Regions from separate parts of the Mus musculus genome. Here region 1 is linked to region 2. The links are chromatin contacts, called in public promoter capture Hi-C maps. All regions are on one chromosome and are shown on one strand. The core of a region is the stretch at or near the end of the contact, and the rest is flanking DNA. Distances in the headings are between cores, read along the strand shown.

Region 1 (2,700 bases), core at 87-2,586, 260 kb after region 2:
AGCTTCTTGAATTCCTCAGTCTAGAGTCCTGGCCCACACCAGCCCTGCCAAGCTTTCCAGCTCCCACTCTCCAGCCCCACTGAAACCCCTCTCTTGGGTACTTCCTTGGGTCTTTGATTGGTCCTCTCTGAGGAGCCTTGTGATGCCTGCAGACCTTGTAAGTGCTCTCATCTTGGAAGACGTCTCGTGCTCACTGTGTAAAACATGGTGTTCTTTACTGACTTTGCCTACCTTGTCTTCCTTTTTTCCTAGAGAGGATGCAACTTGAGTGCAGATTGGGGTCTCCTGTGCCAAGCATGAGGCCTGACAATAAAAGTGCTCTATGTTAGTTCATATAGTACACCACTTAGGCCCTCTTGCTGCACTGGCTCTAAAGCCATTGTAGATGAAGCCCCTTCAGCACACCAGGCAACTGCTCAGCCCTTATCATTTATTCATCTCATCTTCCAGTCCCTCCCTGTGCCATGCTTTGCGTATTTGGGTAAGTAGAACAAGATCCATGTGCCAACTTCGGATGATACAGTCTTGATGGAATGTCAGGCTCTTGAGAAGACATGTGTTATGTGCGACTAGGCATGTTCCAGCCTCCCTGGGTATACCAGGAAGCAAAGACCGAGTCTGGGGCAACCAAGGAGAAGGGAGAATTTCACCCATGTGGTGACATTTACCAGGATGGATGGATGGATGGGTGTGATTGCCAAAGAGAATTAGAAATACAGCAAGTCTTAGTTCCCAAGACATGGGAGACTGGAGGTAAAGTTGGGGAAGTCTGAGCTGGGGCCCTCCCAGAGGTGACTGTGGGCCCACCCCATGTGGGAATAAAATGGATTGGGGAGGAACGGAAGCTGTGGGTGAGAACCTGCCCCAGCGGGACCTGGGAGCTCTCATGACTGTGGATTTCTAGACCGTGAACTGAGGGATGACGAGCATTCCTCAGGCAGCATGAGAGGCCGCTGAGAATGAAGCTGTACTTTCCAGCAGTGGTGTCTCTTGTCCTTCCTCATCGCACACACTGTCACCCCTTCCCCAGAGGCCAGAGGCCAGCTCCTGCACAGACCTGGCCTCTTGAGAACAGGACACACTAGTCTCTCGCCAGCCTCCCGCAGGTTGTCCGGGTAACCCGGTTAAACGCAATTTTGTCAGATGAGGAGGCACTGGCTGGCCTGATGTCCCTGTCTCTCTTTCTCACCCCACCTTCTCTATGTCAGTGGGGAATGCTTACCTGGGGATCAAACATTCCTAGGTGATGCTGAGGCTTTCCCGCTGCCTTTTGAGGCAGAGGGTTCAGCCCAGATGAGGGTGCATCGATGCGGGTCCAGCCTCTTAACCTGGCTCTTAGCTCACAATCCAGAGGACAGGGGAGGGGCTGCAGAGTCTTTGGACAGAGGCACCAGGCCTTCAATTGACAGCTCTTGCGGTGGGCGGCAAGAGGCGGAGCATGGAGGATTCTTAGGGGAGGGGCCTGCTTTCTCCACCCACTTGGACCTGGATAGAGCCACCCTGGGCTCACCGCGGGCTTCTGCTACGTGCAGACTTCTGCTGCTGAGTGCCTGAGGTTAGAGATCAGCGGGGAGTGAGGTGAAGACTGTAAAAAGCAGGCTGGGATCAACATCGTGAGGAGCCCCTGAGTGTCAGCTCCAAGCAGGTAGGGCCTTATATAGGCCCGGGTTTTTGTACCTAAAAGGTGGTATAAATATATAGTAATATTTCTCAGGGAGATGAAGATCTGAGGAAGTAAGGCCCCAAGATGAAGACAATGTTTTTTAAGTCATGTTCTTTCAGAAAGTCACTGTAAAGGACAGAAGTAAGATGGAGGCTATATCAGGGAATGGAGAGGCAGCCAGTGTGAGAGGAATCGCAAGAGGGAGGGAGGCCCTGAGCAAGGATGAAAGCCTTCCAGAAGGTTCTAGATGGAGCAGTTGAATGGATAGTATGCTATAGAAGACTCACCTTCCCCCACCTCCAGCCCCCTGACAGGGTTTCTCTGTGTAGCCCTGGCTGTCTTGAAACTTGCTCTGTAGACCAGACTGGCCTCAAACTCTAGAGATCTACCTGTCTCTGTCCCCCAAGTGCTGGGATTAAAGGCATGGACCACCACACGGGTCAGTAAACCCTTTTTGTTTCATTCTTGTTTTAAGACACGGCCCCACTGTAGACCAGGCTGACAAACTATGTAGCTGAGGCTAGCCTTGAATTCATGTGATCCTCTTGCCTCAGTCTCCCAAGTACTGAAGGGTGTGAAGCACCACCCATAACCTTAGAAAACAACAGTACTGGATAATATTCTAGGTAGGGTCCACCCTCAGCTGTCCCACATCCACGCCACACTGAGGCTAAATTGAAGCAGCAACAGTATCCAGGACCCAGAGAATATGCAACAGAAAGGGTGGAGCTACAAGGCCATGTGACACCACAATCAGCAAGGGAGAAGGCATCTAGCATGAGCCCAGAGGCCATCTGACGACACAATGGGCTGAGGCTGTGCACAGGGTCTACCTGGGCCTTAGACTGACCTTGCCACATATCCAGCCTTGTTCTACTCAAGGAAATGGTGGATTTAATAGTTCATCTACTGTCAACGCCACCACTCGTCATCAGTGGACCTGAGATGAGTATATGGCTTTATTATAAGTACTTGTTCAGTGTGTTCAAAGGCCCCTGACTTAACTGCCAGCACCTATCATTAAAATAAGAACTTGC
Region 2 (2,783 bases), core at 160-2,659:
GATCACATTATAGATGGTTGTGAGCCACCATGTAATTGCTAGGTAATTTCAGGGCCTCTGGAAGAACAACAAGAGCTCTTAACCACTGAGCCATCTCTCCTGCCTCATCTTGTTAGTTTCTTACTGTGCCTAATTCATAAATTAAACTTCATCAAAAAATACATTTTAGAATGTGGTACTATCTGCTTTTTTAGACATCTAACAGGGATCCTGGGATGTATACTTCATGTGTGGGGGGAAGGGAGAGGAAGGTGATATTGTTTCTAGTCTCATTTCTTCTCTTCAATAAAAAGTAGAAAATGTCATAGTCCAAAAAGAAAAAAAAGAAAACCCAAGTTCAAAAGGTATCGATTCTGGGACTGAAGAGATGGCTCAGTGGTTAAGAGCACTGACTGCTCTGCCAGAGGTCCTGAGTTCAATTCCCAGCAACCACATGGTGACTCACAACCATCTGTAATGGGATCTGATGCCCTCTTCTGGTGTGTTTGAGATAGCTACAGTGTACTCATATACAATAAATTAATTAATTAATAAAAACAAAAGGTTCAATTCTGTATCCCAAGACACACAAGTCTTCCAGGACAAAGCAGGACTCAAGCCAGTTCTATCAGCTCTGTGGCTACTACCCTTCCCCCATACCACCTGGTGCCAGAATCCTAGTTCTGGGCCCTACCTTCCCCTACTCCTTTCCTCCCCACCAGCTCCCACACTGCGGGTTGGGTGCAGACTTTCTGTTCATTTGGCTTGCCAGCCAGCCTGTGAACAAAAGCTAGTCTTGGCAGAACAGTTACCTGGCTCCATTCCTTAAGGGAAGGAAGTACACTGCCAGGGAAGTACACTGTGTCTAAAGGAAGCCCTGGAGGTCCCAGAGGAAGCAGCACAAAATGCTCTGTGCTGGAAATGGGCCAGGCTAGAGACCTCTGCCTACCTGGGAGCCTTCGAGGGAGAGGGACAATGAGGCATGATTATTGTACAGGAACTCCTGACCAGATCCCTATCCCAAACAGACATGGAAATAAAGTAGCATGGTGCACCAGCCAGGGGGAAGCAGGCATTCTGTATTGTGGGCAGTCAGGAGCTCTGGCTTGTGCTGGAAGTTCAGAGACCAGATGTCCCGCCCAACCCTCATCCCTTCCCAGAGTGATTACAGCAAGTTCACAATGGCCCACCTACTGCCATTCCCCTCTTGCTCCTTAGCAACAGGAGAGCTGGGAGAGGGGCTTTTCTAGAAGAGACTGTCAGGGGGAAAGTGGATTGAAAGTGAGGGGAAGGTGAGGTCAGTTATTACTGTCATCCCACCTGACGGGTCAGGCCTTGGTTCAGGGCCACCTTGCTTGGCTGAGTCAATAGGGCCAGAGACCGATTGGTGGGATAAGAGCCAAATATTGCCAGAGAGGTGCTGCTTCTTCATAAAGAGAAGAGGAGAGGCTCAGAGTTCCGCATGAGTTTCAGGACCATGGCCAAGAAGAGTGGTAAGTGGGTCCTCCTCCAGGTCTGGAAGAGACTGAGCAAGGAAGGGCTAGATACTGAAACAGGCATAGGTGTTGGGTCGGAAAGGGACATGGGTCAGTGGGTTGGGTGTAGGTCTGAGGATGTCTCAGCTGAAGACCAAATCAGAGTAAAGAGAGTTAGAACTGAGGCAGGAATTCAGCTTTACCTGGGGATGGCTCAGGATGTTGAAAACGAGTTCCGTGGAGATGGATCTGGAGGAGGGGTCAGGGGTTGGATCCGTTCAAAGGCAAGAGCAGAGGGGCCAAGAAACAAATGCTGGTTGACAGCTCAGGGGGAACTGTAAGGTCTGGATAAGAAGGTCGAGGCAGAGTGGGGTGAAGGAAGGGGGGAGCTGAGACTTAGTGACCCCCTCCCTTGGGCTTGGTAATGTCTCTCCTCTTTTCTAATGAGTTGTCCCCAATGGAAAGCTGTCTTGGCACTAGGACAGGACTACTGTGCCTCCTCAGCCTGTGGTCCCTAAAAGTCCTAGTCCTTCAAGGAGTTTCAGTGGCCTCTATGCTACAAAGACACTAAGGGGGTTCTTACCAGCCGAAAGCTCAGCTTCTACATGGTGCTCAGGGTGTACAGTCCTCGCCTGGACCACTTAAGAGCAGGGGACACCGAGGGAACCAAATATCCCTTCCTGTCAGACAAGGCCAGCTGTGAGCAAGAAAATCAAGCCACTCAAGACATGTTATATGGTTGTCACTAACTGTCAGAGTGATGAGTTCTAATCTTGATATCGTGTGCGATACTTTGAGAAGGGAACTTTGAGAAACCATAGATGAGGCTGGAAGAAAAGAAAAAACTTTAAGGACTGCCTGTTTCCCACAGGTCACTCCTCACTCCTGCTAGGAGAAGGGAACCTTTTCACCAGTAGACACACCCTCCCTCTCCCTCATCATTGCTCTCCAACTCTCTTCCCCACACAGCTTCACTTTCCAGACACACTCACAGAACCTACACAAGCACCCACATTTCTCCCTCAGACTCGAGCAGAGGAACCTATCCCGTCCTCCTCACACTAAATCCAGCTCTCCATCCACCTCACCTTCCCATACAGACTCAGTCACACCCAGGCGTCCATGCCGTTCCACAGACGCATCCCTCACACACAGTCTCGGACTGTGCAGTCATACGAAGTAAATGCAAACTGCGGTCACACTCCCACACACTAACTGACAGGTCTATACAGCCCCAATCCTTTACAGTCACTGATGAGCACACAGGCACACTCTCCATCAGGAAAAAAAAAAAAAAAAAAAAAAAGTATGTACACTCACATATCAACC

The links. Promoter capture Hi-C pulls out the DNA fragments that hold promoters and counts their contacts.
Region 1: a promoter capture Hi-C map of neural stem cells shows a contact between it and region 2. The contact joins the promoter of Tmem269 here to the promoter of Lao1 in region 2. A contact is called at or near these places in 11 of 39 promoter capture datasets (embryonic stem cells, fetal liver, liver and 4 more) and 2 of 9 other capture datasets (adipose tissue and liver).

Annotation. Positions count from the first base shown.
Region 1 is chr4:119,216,881-119,219,580 of GRCm38.p6, forward strand. Tmem269 (transmembrane protein 269) reads right to left here and starts at 1,337. Exons shown (of 7, transcript NM_029198.3): 1 at 1,223-1,337; 2 at 232-303. The coding sequence starts at 298.
Region 2 is chr4:118,960,558-118,963,340 of GRCm38.p6, forward strand. It overlaps Lao1 (L-amino acid oxidase 1), which reads left to right and starts at 1,410. Exons shown (of 7, transcript NM_133892.4): 1 at 1,410-1,472. The coding sequence starts at 1,442. All of the region lies in intron 1 of Gm12865 (a long non-coding RNA gene), which reads right to left.